Linked DNA regions of Drosophila melanogaster: region 1 is linked to region 2. Evidence: chromatin contacts called from public HiChIP or PLAC-seq data. All regions are on one chromosome and are shown on one strand. Each heading gives the region's core, a stretch centred on a gene start, on an enhancer-like site or on the middle of the called end of the contact. The rest is flanking DNA. Distances are from core to core; before and after follow the strand shown. Region 1 holds the start of CG4259. Region 2 holds the start of Kebab (Kinetochore and EB1 associated basic protein).

The links. HiChIP or PLAC-seq counts read pairs in DNA pulled down with a chosen protein or histone mark.
Region 1: an H3K27ac HiChIP or PLAC-seq map of the Kc167 cell line shows a contact between it and region 2, with 8 times the contacts expected there. The contact joins the promoter of CG4259 here to the promoter of Kebab in region 2. A contact is called at or near these places in 21 of 107 Hi-C or Micro-C datasets (the Clone 8 cell line, the D17-c3 cell line, the Kc167 cell line and 9 more) and 4 of 6 datasets of contacts at active chromatin or transcription factors (the Kc167 cell line and the S2 cell line).

What each region holds. Positions count from the first base shown.
Region 1 is chr2L:2,125,897-2,132,239 of dm6, reverse strand. It overlaps CG4259, which reads left to right and starts at 3,003. Exons shown (of 2, transcript NM_001272975.2): 1 at 3,003-3,107; 2 at 3,170-4,931. The coding sequence starts at 3,033. The coding sequence ends at 3,907. Glyp (Glycogen phosphorylase) reads right to left here and starts at 1,427. Exons shown (of 4, transcript NM_164453.4): 1 at 986-1,427. The coding sequence starts at 1,228.
Region 2 is chr2L:2,041,959-2,048,583 of dm6, reverse strand. Kebab (Kinetochore and EB1 associated basic protein) reads right to left here and starts at 3,090. Exons shown (of 5, transcript NM_164451.2): 1 at 2,943-3,090; 2 at 2,573-2,884; 3 at 2,366-2,515; 4 at 945-2,156; 5 at 530-880. The coding sequence starts at 2,974. The coding sequence ends at 1,007. Su(dx) (Suppressor of deltex) reads right to left here. Exons shown (of 7, transcript NM_164448.2): 5 at 6,015-6,625; 6 at 5,733-5,931; 7 at 4,212-5,670. The coding sequence ends at 5,401. It overlaps lncRNA:CR45298 (long non-coding RNA:CR45298), which reads left to right and starts at 3,203. Exons shown (of 1, transcript NR_124025.1): 1 at 3,203-4,067.

The sequences.
Region 1 (6,343 bases), core at 1,754-4,253, 84 kb before region 2:
AAGCTCACGCTTTGGGCACGTGTTTGGATACATGTACATATGTATGTATATACATATATTGTGTATCTGATGGATGTGGCTAAAAGGGGGCACTTATTATGCACCCTTGCCCTACTTAAACTGCATCGCCATGGCCCCAGGAAAACTTATTACTAAAAACTCATCAATATGTTTGGATAGAGCTACTTCTATAGTAGCTCGGCGACAGCTGCTAAATGCAGAGCTATTTTTAAGCTTTTGTTGCTTCGTCAGCTGGCGGGGAAAATTGTCAAGTGGGCGCGTAAAAAGGGGGTGGCTGATAAATTCGCCGGCTTTTTGCAGCACCTCTGCAATTTGTTGCAGTGAAAGTGTCACACCTTTTTTTGGCGCTACTTCTTTGGCATTGATCCCATTGCAGTCTTTGCTTTTTGGCAATTTCGCGAATAATTAAATGAAACGAAACAATTATGTAGTAGCAAAACAACGAAAGCGTGGGAAATGCAGTAAAAGCCGAAATTTCAAATAAACAGTGAGCATTCGGAAATTTTTAGAATTTTAGAAAATAAGGATTAAAATAGGATTATGAAATGTTGCATGGAATATTCATTTATAATAATAAAAGACATAGTGGAAATACTTGGGATAAAAGCAAAACTGCTTCAGTTATTTATGAATACGTTTATCGTTTCCCATTTAATTTTTAGTTTTTTTTTTGGCTGAGTGTTCACTGTAAATTCGTTGGCCAAAGCGCATCGGGGAATAAATCAGCAGCGAATAAAAGAGAATGGAGCAGGCCGAAAAAAATGTCGTAATAGCCAAAGAAATTTAGGAAAAAATATTTCAAAGGAAATTATTTCAAAAGTTTTGGTTGCCGCAGGAAGGGATAATCAGGCCTAAGAACTCCAGAGCCCGGATAAAGTTAGGTTAGGTGGTCCGACCACTTCTTTTTGGAAAATTCCACGGACTAAATCAATAAGTGGGTGGCCTGGATGGGCGCGGAACTCACCTTGGGATCCTTCTCGTAGTAGTGCTGCTGCGTGCGAATCCAGCGGCCCACCATGTTGTCCTTGACGGTGTTGGCCAGGGCGAAGTAGTAGTCCCTCAGGGTGGACACATTGCGATCCTTGACCAGGGTGTAGTGCAGGTGGCGATTGAAGTTCTTCTTCACTTCGGTGACATTGCCCACCTCGGCGATCCCGCGCACCGAGATCTGTTTGCGCCGATCGGCGTCGGATTGGGGCTTCGACATGGTGTCCTAGTTATGTATGTCCCTTCTCTGTGGCGGCTCTATATAGTTCTCTGATTCCGTTGCGTGGGTGCGCGTGTGTGTGTGGCGTAGACCCGTTTGCGTGTGCGACAGCGAAGAGGAGACGGAGACTATAGACACAACCCAGACCTGAACCTGAACAGACGACCGTTCGCAGCAAAATCCGGAGCGATTCTCACTTTATACTTTCGGCATACTTTCGGAGATAGCTTTTGCGCCAGAGCTTTTCTCTCAGCGTGCTGCTCCCCTTGTAAACAACTCCCAGCGCACAGTGGGTGCGCTGGGTATCAACTGCTACGAATTATCATCTAGGGGATATAATACAACAATATAGGTTGTTTTTTAACTATACAACTAAATATTAAATTTTCGATTTTTATATTAATCATTTAAGAATGAAAATTTTGTATATTTCAATAACAGATAATAACTTTTATCAGTATATTTTGACCATATCGCCCACTGTGCGTTGCTGATGCAGCGGTTCTTATCTCGCCGGTGCATTTTGCTGTCTCTCTCGCACTTTAGCTATGCTGTATTCCTGCACTGCTCCCTGTGCTCTCGCTCGCTCACTGCCTCTCTCTCACTGGCGCTCTCTTTTTGCCCCAGTCACCTTGTGCGAAGGTCATACATGCGTATTTGTTGTTTATTTTCTGTTTTTGTTTCATCTTGAGGCATTTGTATGCTTTGGAATAGAACGGGTGGCGCCCCCATGAATCGGGTTTGAGCTTTTTGAACCGACGGCTGTCAAATTGAAGCTTTTAACCATCTGTTGAGTGCGGAGAATCGTGGCGGGCTGGATATTGGAGATGCCAACTTGCTAGGAATTCAAACTTTACCAATCTTATGGATACTTTTGTATCTAAGAGATACTTTTAAAATCTGATGCTTTTGTATCTTACAGATATTTTGTGTTTTATATATCTCTTTGGGTACATTCGTATCTTGAGCTTTAAGATTTACGTACTGATATTCTAAAACAAGCGTTTTCAAAAATGTTGTCACAGAATTGATCTATTTAGAAAGCGCACTGAATATATGTGCTCTGCTGTGCCTCACTCGACTTGTGCAACAAATGCTAATCACAGGACAAAGGGCATCTGCAATTCTATCCGAACAATTCAGTTATTCCATTTCTTGTTTATTACTTCCCATAATGGCACTCCCATGTTCAACTACTTGGGAATGCATGCGGAAAAGTCCTTGAAAGGAGGGTAAAGGGGGGGGGTAACATTGCAAAGGACCAAGGCGCCGCTTGTTTCGTGAGCTCACCATTTGTTCGGCTATTTCGTAGCAAATGAAAATGATTAGCACATTTGGCAGGAGGAAAGTGAGAGCAAACCTTTTGGACATCTGCCAAGTGGGCTGCCATCGAAGTGAACGCCATCATTCATAAGCTTGTCTGCTAAAAATTTAAAACTTAATTGGAATCTGCTGCCTCATTCTGCCAACCGTGCGCTTGTTGACTCCTCGCACATATGTATGCGCTATTCAACTAGTTTTTGTTATGTTTTCTTTTCATTTTTTGTATTCAGCTGCGAGTATTATGAAAAAGTTACACTTAGGCGAAAGAAAAGTTCGCTGAGAGAAATTAGACTGCATTTGCTTGGATCGTTGTGAAATAATATAACGAATGCTGCGAATATTTTTTATAATACAAGTGATTTATCTCAAAATACTTTGTGGAATTCTTAAAACGACGCATTTTACTGATAAGCAGAGTGCTGAGTTCGCAGGGTAAGTTCTAAGTACTCGATTTCATTTTGATTCGAACACTCGTTGCGGAATGTCGCTATACTTTGCGTTTCTCACGACACTGATAATCAGCCTTGTGAATAGTCAATACTTTAACTACAATCAGGTTAGTTTATATAATACTTGTACATAGATATAAAAAATACTGAAATGGAAATACGCATGCAGATACGACGTGAAACATATGGCAGTAATCCCAGAGCGACATTTCCCTGGGTGGTTTCTGTGCTCGACCAGAGGGATTGGCTGTTTCGCTATATAGGAGTGGGATCTCTGATTAATCCAAATGTGGTCCTTACTGCCGCTCATATTCTGAATGGAACAACCAAGTATGATCTGGTGGTGCGAGCTGGCGAATGGGATACCTCGACTACGGCTGACCAGCAGCACGTGGATCTCGAGGTGCTGAATATAGTCTCCCATGAACAGTTCAACAGATTCAATGCCGAAAACAACATGGCGTTACTCATTCTGGTATCCGCATTTGAGATGACAGCCAACATTAATTTAATCCCATTGTACCTACAAGAAGCTGGTATTCAAAAAGGATCCTGCTTCTTCAACGGCTGGGGAAAAGTATATTTGAACTCGACGGACTACCCCACCGTTCTCAAGACGGTCCAGGTCGATCTTTTGAGCATGGGTATGTGTAGCTCTCGAAAGCTGCCCATCCAGCAAATCTGTGGGAAAGGTCTGGAAGGCATAGATTGCAGTGGAGACGGTGGGGCTCCTCTGGTTTGTCGGATACTTACATATCCATATAAGTACGCACAGGTGGGCATTGTGAACTGGTTAAGTCAAAAGCCTGTCGAAAATACATTCATCGTCTTTACGAATGTAGCTGGTCTGCTCCCTTGGATTGACTACCATTTAAGACTTGAAGCGAACTTTCGTCCCAGAAGTTGAAAACTAAAGCCTTAGGCAGTTAGCCAGTTATTTATTAAATCTTTATTCGGAGAATCAGAAAAGAGAGCAAATAGTTATCTGCAGTTATTTCCTAAATAAAATGTGGCCTGTGTCCAATCACAAACATTCTACCACGAAAATTTATATATACATTCTGAGTAAAAATACTATTTCATTATCAACTTAAGTCGCTCAATTCAACATAATCAGTTCAAGAAGTGCTGTGCAAGTATTATTTTATTACTTCGTACCATAAACTTTGTTGCTGCGCAACACGGCGGATGCGCGATGTTCATTGAAAATGCTTTTTATATTCCTAGAAAAATAACTTGTAAATATTGTATTGTGCCTCGTTTTTTCGCCAAGTGTACAACGCAAGCAGAAATAATCTCGGCTAAAAAATCGCATTTAAAAGATGGCAGGTAGCTGAAATCTGGAGAGGTGGCCAGGAGTTTTGTGGGTGAAACGGCGTTCAAAAGTTAAAGTGTTGCCATTTTTCATTTTTTGCACGCTACTTGTTTGTTGTTTTTGGCTTGTTTGTTTGTTTGTCGCTCCACAAAGGCGAGTGTGTGTGTGTGGGAGCAACCAACACAAGCACACGAAACATATGAGAGTTGCGTTTGCCCTGTGAAAAAAAGAGCGATTCGAGTGCTTGTTAGAAAGAGTGCGAGTGCGGTGGGAAAGGGACGCCAGATGGATGGGGCATACGAGTGTTTGCATGTGTGAGTGAGATCCTGAAACTCGTTTTGCCGCTAATTGGATGCTGAAGGTGTCCTCCGCGTGAGTGTGTGTGTGTTTGTATGTGTGTATGGCTGCGGTCATGTATCTGTGTGTGTGACGTCCGGAGTTGAAGTTGCCAAACATCATTAACAGCAGACCGACACGCCCAACGCCCACGAACTTTCACACTTAAACACACATGTATTTGCACCCTGTTTTTCCAAATTAATTCATTGCAAAAGGAAAGCCATATTTTAAATATCTGAATAAATGAATATATTTTAAAATGTGGTGAAAAAAGTGTTTTTTTAGTACATCTGTCTTGTGTTATGTGTATTAACTATTAATTTCTTTTTTGGAATGATAGATTATTTTCTGCAGTGCACCGGCTGTCTGAAGCCGAAAAAGGCGCTGCCTCAATAATTACAATTTTTTGCGCTGCTGCCGCCGTACTACTGCCTTTGCAGCCAGTTCTGCTGATGAGATTAAAGTTTTGGCATAATGATGTCTCATTAAATTAAATGGCAGCATTTGCAAACAAAACTGATGTAATTTGCCCGCCGTAGTTGTCTGATTAATGTGGCCTGGCACTCGACTGAAAGGCGGAAAAGCCGGGAAATGGATCTCCGCGCCGTAAACTCTTTGGCTTTTTTGACTCGGCCGTAATTCGCTTTTTTGGGCCAGTTCAAGTGTTTGCCATAAAATTGTGTATAAATATCAATATTGGAGGAGTGCCCAGTGAGCTCCAGGTGCCCTCGCATACACACAAATTGATATTGAATTACAATAAAATCTGCATTTATCAAAAGTTCTCACGCACACAAGCTCACCTGCGCACACGTACGGCACACACATGCAACAGTTGTAAGCCGGCATTTGTATGCGTGGCATTTGGTAAAGTTTAACCCTTCTTGTTGCCCGCGCCGTAAGAAAATCAATCAGCAGTGCCTTTAATACACTAATTTCCAATTTATGTTTAAGCTCCATTGCTTTATGAAAGGGAATGTACAACAGGAAGTAACCTAAGCAGCTGGTCGGAAAACATAAATTGAGGTGATACACCCACGCTCTCGGAAAACTTCTAAACAGGATCGGAAGAGGGACCTTCAGGATGGCCTCCCAGTGGGAAAATTTAGGGGCAAGCGCGGCCATTATGAGCTACTTAGCAACCGATTTGTGCAGCACTTGCCGCACCTCACGCACACATAAGCACTCCGCCGATGGCATTAGTGTGAGTCTGTAGGTGAGGTGGGGAAAAAAAGCGGACCCAAATCGCCGAGGATTTGAAGGTTTCAGGTTTCCTGAGAGAGAGAGAGAGCATCTTGTGGCATCGGCGGCGTTTGTTGAATTGAAATTGCTTAATTTAGCAGATAATTTGGCCAACAAATTGTTTTCTGTCCCCCCTAGAAAAACAAACACATATTCAGGGAATGTAATTAGCTCGCTTCCTGTTTTTGTTTGCCATTGCTTTTGTGGCTTTGTTCGAACGCTACAAACACTCCCATGTGGCTATTTGTATGCGATTTATGGAACCAACTTGGATCCGAGCAACTTGGCACTATTGTTGCGACAACTATTCAATTACCCCCCCCTCTTCGACCAGGCCACTTTCACTCCCCAACTTCGACAAGTGCCCCCAAAGTCAGTGTTTAATTGGGTTCCCCTTTTGTCCGGATTGCAGTTTTATGTTTAACAATACGTGGACTTTGATTCCCA
Region 2 (6,625 bases), core at 1,841-4,340:
TTGTTCTTGGCTGGGGAATTTGCATTCGAAATTTTGGCATTGTTTGTCCTAGGAATTCGCATTTCCATTACACTAATTCATGTATTTTATTACACTTGCCTGCTCGGCTGGCGGGATTTGGATTCGCAGGCGGGCTTTAAACATTTCGTTGCCGAGGAATAATTTATGCAGTTCACTGTTTAATTGCACAGCTCCGTTTGTGGGTGCGGTGCGGTCATAGTTTCCAAGTTTATACTCGTGCCGAGGACTGACGCTGCTGCCTTGCATCTCTTCCAGTTGAGTAATAAGATTATTAGTTCCACTCCGGGGCACAAACACAAACGCATTATAAATCTAGCCCCAGCACACGCATATGCACACGCACACAGACGCACGCCCGCCACCCACCCGGCCACTTCCCCTTGTTAGAGGACGTCCTTGCTGCAGGACCTCTAAATTAATGCCAATCCACAAGTCTTGCACAACTTAGCCTTCTGTCTAGCAGCTACTCTAAAACTAGTTCAATACCTTATCCAAAAATGTGTCAATTATACTGATACAACTTTTTTTAATGGTTAATATTTCACAAAATCCATTTGGCTACGAAATGAAAGTGACTCCTTAAGTATTATTTATTCCGCTTGATATGGAATCTATACATTGGTATGACAATAATGGCAACTTTAAATAACGAATGGAAAACTCAAAATATACCAATGAAATGGTAGTGCAATTTAAAATATTTTGGCAAATCAAAGCTAAGCTGCTTAACTTTGCAGCTATTTCCATTGACTTAGTGTAGCCAGGCTGCCGATGACTCATTTAAATGTCAATTACACGAACTTAAATCCAGGCCAGGATGTTGCCGAGACTTTCAGTTGATAAATTCAATTAAATAAATCTGTGAAATACAGGAGGACTACTAAGCCAGGAGCTTAGACGGTGGGTTCGGGTGTTCAACTTACGCAACACGCAAATATTTGCTTAAATTAACTGGCATTCAATGAGGGATGTGGCTTATGTTCGCCTAAGGGCTTCCCTGGGGCGGCTTAATGTTTAGCTGTAGAAGATTTGAATAATTATCCTCATACAGCCGCTGCAGTTGCTTCATACGTTCGTGCAACTCCTCCTCCTTTGGATTATCGTTCAAATGTAATTGGGTTAGAAGGCCGATATTTCTGTTTCTTAAAACCACACAGTCGGCCAAGTCTTGTATTTGGTCATTAAAGGCTTCGATGCATTGCTTGTTAGCCTTACAACAGCGTTTTAATTTTATCTTGGCGAGGCTTACGAGCTCGGAGAACTCCTGGAGACGCAGGCGTTGCAGTTGGAGTTCATGGAGGGTCTCTTTTTGAAAATCCAGGAGTCTGACGAAGTCCTGATTCCCATCGCGCTCCGTAACTTTATCCATGTCCTTGGATACGGGGGATTCCGGCATCAGAGATTCTTGGTAATTGTTTAATCTTTCTTTCTCTATTTTTATGTTTTCAAACTTCTGTTGCAGGCTCATTACATCATAGGATGTACCAGATGCCGATGCAAGTTGTTCAATTCTCTGCTTTTCAGAAACAACGGGGAGCGCACACATGCCTTCTCCTTTTCGATGTTCGAGGACATCCAGCAAGAAATTGAGTAATTCCAGCACATGGGCGATGGCTTGTGTGCTGTTCGGCGTTTGAAGCCAGCTTTTGTTCACCTTTTTGGTGTACTGCAGCTGCTGCAGTGCCTCCACCATCTGCTGCACATAGCAATCCCTGCTAAGATGCGAAAATGTTATCCCATTAAAGGGTAGGAGGCGCACTAGTTGTTTCACAAAACCCGAGATAAGCTGACGTAACTGGTAGTCAGTCTTTTTCCGCCATTCCTTGCCAATCTTTTCCAGCTCCCGCCGCAGCCAGTCAGTCCCCAGCTCAGTTTTGAAGTCCAACTTTCGCTTTGAGGTGGTCAGCTTGATTCCTTTGTCGGATTCGTGAAGCCTTTTCGGATCCTTGGGGTACGAAAATCCCATCTGTGGCACTAGAAGCCTGCTCGATGTAAAGCTACTCCTTGGTGGCTTTGTTTTTAGGCGGTCAATAGAAGTTGATGCCAAGCGATTGGTTATAGACTCCTGGCGCTCCCGTTCGAGGATCAATTTTGGACGGATAGGCTGTGGCTCCGAGGATGGTATGCATGTATGGCTGTTAAATAGCAGAAAACATGAGATGATATCGACTAGGTTGTTTTTAGCAGGGAAAGCTGCGTCAAAAGCCATTTTTGTTTTTTAGTAGCATTTTAATATTGACTGGGATATGGAATTGATTGGCTATTCAATAGACAGCATTTTAAAACTTAAATAATGGAAGCGGTATTTTAATGCACAATTCCTTTAGAAATATCCTTAACACACCTCTTTGAAAGTTCTTGGTTTTCCTTTGGATTCCTCTGGGACGGAATTTTCGTGGCAGGAGTTCCTTGATGCTTGGACCTAAGATCCTCCAGAAGTTCCTTAGCACGTCTTGGACGAGGTTCCGAAGCGGGTATAGTTTTGTTGGTACGGCTACTGAGAATAGCAATGAAGTTGATTAGAACTTGGGTCATTGGAATTTCACTTTACCGGAACTCTGGTGTTTTGGGTCCTTCCCAGGTCCGCTGCCTGTTCTGGGAAGCTAACAATGAGTGTTTTGGTGGTACTTTGGAAGCAGAGGAAGATCGATATAGTGATCGCTCCAGGCGCTGTAGCAATTGTTTCGGGCGCTCCAAGCCGTAGTCGGCATCGGTAACGAATATGGAAGGTATCCGCATCTCTGGGTGTTTGGGGCTCTGGCAGTTGCGTGGGGTTAGATATCCTTTTGCGGGGGTGCACCTACTGGACCTTTGTCTCTCCAGCAATTCCTTTGTACGCAAGGGGGAGCAGCACCCTGGAGTTCTAAGCAAGGATGTCGAAATTAGTATGTGAGAAAACATGGACTTGTTGCCAAACCCACCGCATATCTGGCGATTTAGCCATACTACTCATTTTTCAAGCAATTAATGTAAGTGTTTTTAATTTTCCTCAGGATATTTACACTTTTTAAATTTGAGCAATAACAACAAGCCAGTGACAACAAATGCTCAGATGTAAGTGACATGACAGCATCTGGCAACGCTGCCACAGAAGAGGATACAAGTGGCAGCACTCGGCGATCAGCTGTGGCAGCAGGGAAAGGATCGATTAAATTATAAAACCAAACGGTTTTTTAAAACCAAAAGTGAAATCGATTCGTGCTCATTCACCAGGCGGCTGAAAATAAGTGGCACTCGCCAGCAATTACTAGCAGCGCCCACCGCTACCTTTATTAACTTTAAAACTGCATCCATTGGCAAGGCGACCCGGGCGGTGAGAACATAAATCATGGATGAAAGTGAAAATTGGTTGCACCTACCACGAGCACGGGTTCCCAGGTTCCCAGGTGGGCGTCGAAAGGTGCCGCGTCCGCCGACCCACGACCCCGCCCATTTGCGGCGTAATTACGAAACAATACACGCGTCGGAAGAGAAACCAGCAGGAGGCCAGCCAGGAATGAAGAGGCAGAGGAGCCGCCAGGCGTCCGGAACATGGAGCTCGGAGCCATGAGTCAGAGGGCCGCAGTAGCATAGCCCCAATCCCCAGAGCTTCGCGAAGGTGTTATCTGCGGGGCCCCCAAGTAAGCACTTTAAAAAATGTATGGTCACATATGTATACCCCCAAAAGGATGGAACCCCAAATTTAACCAGAAAATAGTTTAAGCACCATTTTGATAGGATCTACCAGCAAAATCCTCTCAGTGCATCGCCACCTGTACGCTGTGTAGTTTTCCTGTTTTGACTGCTGTGTTTTTGCAATTTAACCGCAATAAATAATGGAGCAGCTTGTTAAATTTGAGCGCCCGCCCACCAGGAGGCGCTGCAAAAATGTAGGTTAGACAGCCCAGGATAACGATAGTGATGTTGGTGGTTATGATGGCAATGATGACGGGGATGATGATGGCGATGTTATCAGTGGCCATTTCACTGGCTGACCGAAACGAGACTCGTTTGGTGTGGAAATGCGATTTTTACATATGTGATATAGATTTTAATTGCGGGGCATTAAAATGCAAGTGGCGGCCAAAAATGCGCTTAAAATAATTACATTTATTGCCGCATCGCCGATTTGGCAGCCGACTAAGCGAAAAGCAACCGCAAATGTCGACACAGCAACGCCAAGTATCAAGTATTTCATCCATCGGCCGTGTATCACTAAATAATTTTGCATTTATTTTATATAATACAGTACACATTGCATTAAACTAAATAAAATCTATTTAATATATATATATATATTTAATATGTACTCGTACACAATCAACCCTATATACGCCGCACCTCCTAATCATCCGATTTGTCTTAGTCCGCACTTTTGTGTAGCGTAGTTAATATACGAATCGCCTTTAGTTTTGTTAACAATTATTGCTATTTGAATTCATTATTGGTTTAAGTGTATTCTCGTGTTTGTCGTTTAAAATCCTAACGTATTTTGTTTGTTTGTTTGCGGTGTTTCAAGTTCTCACTTCTCACGATGTCTGCGTCGTTAGTGTGGATATACATATTTAAAATATAGTTTCTATTTAAAGTTCTGTGTATGCTCGATAAACAATTGAACAGCTAAAACAGTTTGCCAGTACACCAAACTCAGCTCGTCAACAATTCGAATTCGGTCGAGTAAACTATTTACAGTGGAGCGTATCAATATAAATTCACCAATTGTGGTTAAAAACATGCAAGCCGGGGCTCGTTGTACAATTGAACTAGAAGCAATCAGAGTGCAATCTTATGGCGAAAACGTAACATTTAGTTGCGATTGCTAGACAGTTTGATGTGATCCAAACGGATGGATGCCCTAAGCAAGCCCAAGTTCAAATTTGAATATATTCTGGGAATGGCGGTGCTTAAGTTCTTAAAGGCTTAGCTGAAGCTAAACGGTAGGTGGTTTTATTTATCGGCGTAAAACAAGGATCCAAAGAAATGTATGACAATTACATTTGAAGATAGATGGTCGTAAGAAATATCAACAGAAGCGAATCAATCAAACTTTGTCTTAAATTTACACAGGAGAGTTATGCAGTGGATAAATTATGCCTAACAAATTATAAATATCTCTAAAATAGGCTCTCAATACATTCATACATAGATTGTTCTCAAGTTTCGTGCACTTTTAACAAATATCTCGTGTGATATCGGTTGCGAACATAGGAATAGACAGACAGAAGTGTGTGTTTCGTGTTTACAGTATACAGTAGTAATACATACGTATGTAATAATAATAATAACAGTAACTATTTAACGCAACGTGGTCGTCAAATGGAAAGGGGGAGGGGACGGTAAAGCAGGCGCTTAACTGGAATTAAACATTAATCAACAAACCGACCACAAATCGACTGCCACTCATTCCTGGCAGAAGCCCTCAGTCTCCTCGATGGCAAAGGTCAGCTTCTCCACCAGCTGATCGTAGCTCTTGTACGGCGGCAGGTCCAATCGATTGAAGCAGGTGTGCGAGCGCGGCAGCCACGTCTCCTTGCCCACCTTCTCGATGCAGAAGCGCTGCGGCCCGTTGGAGCCCATCAGCTCGGCGAATCCTCCGACCGGCACGCGACACGTGCCCGTCACAAACTGCAGCAGGCGAGCTCGCTTCTCGTTATCCGTCTCGCGAACAAACTGTGGAGCCAATTATCCGGATTAGCGAATGGAAAGGGCACAAAGAACACAAAGGAACCCACCTGCCAGAACCAGACAACTTGCTTGGAGTTGCGGTTGTAGTGCCTGTAGATGGTGTTGCGCTGCCAGTCCTCCACGTCCACGTCCTGCATGCCGCACAGAATAAGCTCCAGCTCGCGCTCGTCAAAGTACTTGAGCCATTCCAGGGGCACCACCTCATTGAAGCCTTCCAGGAACGTCTTTGTCTGCTGCTCAATGCCACTGCAATAGGAATCAGTTAATACCGAGTCAAAAATGACACCCATATTGACAACATATTGTCGTTTATCAAGTAAAATGCATACCGTGTCATCCGCCACTCCGTCATGAGGGTGATGTACTCCTCCTTGTTCTCCTCCGTGACGCGCTCCTTTTCCCCGTTCTCCTTCAACTCATGATGGATTATCTGACCGAGCACTTCGAAGTCCACGCTAAACCAGAGCTCCAATCCACACTCATCGATGTTGTTATCTTTTACCCAGATAAGTGAGTTGTAGAACTCCGGATCGATCGTTTCGATGTCCTTGATGGTCAACTTCTTGTTCAGCATGCGCTTGTAAAATGGCATTGTGAATCCACTGTAGATAAACCTTCCATGATACAGGGCCATCGCAATAAAGCGACCGATGAACTTGAAGTACTGCAGGTGATCGGGGTTCACGTACGAGGCGGGATTTATCTGCAGGCTGTAGTTGTTCTTGTTCGCGTACTCAAACAAGCAGTACATGGGATTCAGAACCTCGTGGGAGAGCAAGAAGAACCACTCGCGAGATACACCACCATAATCCAGTCCCTCCTCGCCGCGGAATATGATATAGAGCCGCCTTCGCAGTTCGTAGGCTGGCAGACGCATGATCTGGTGGTATGAATCCTCGAACAGGGTTTGTCGCGTCACCGTGATCTTGATGTGCGATGG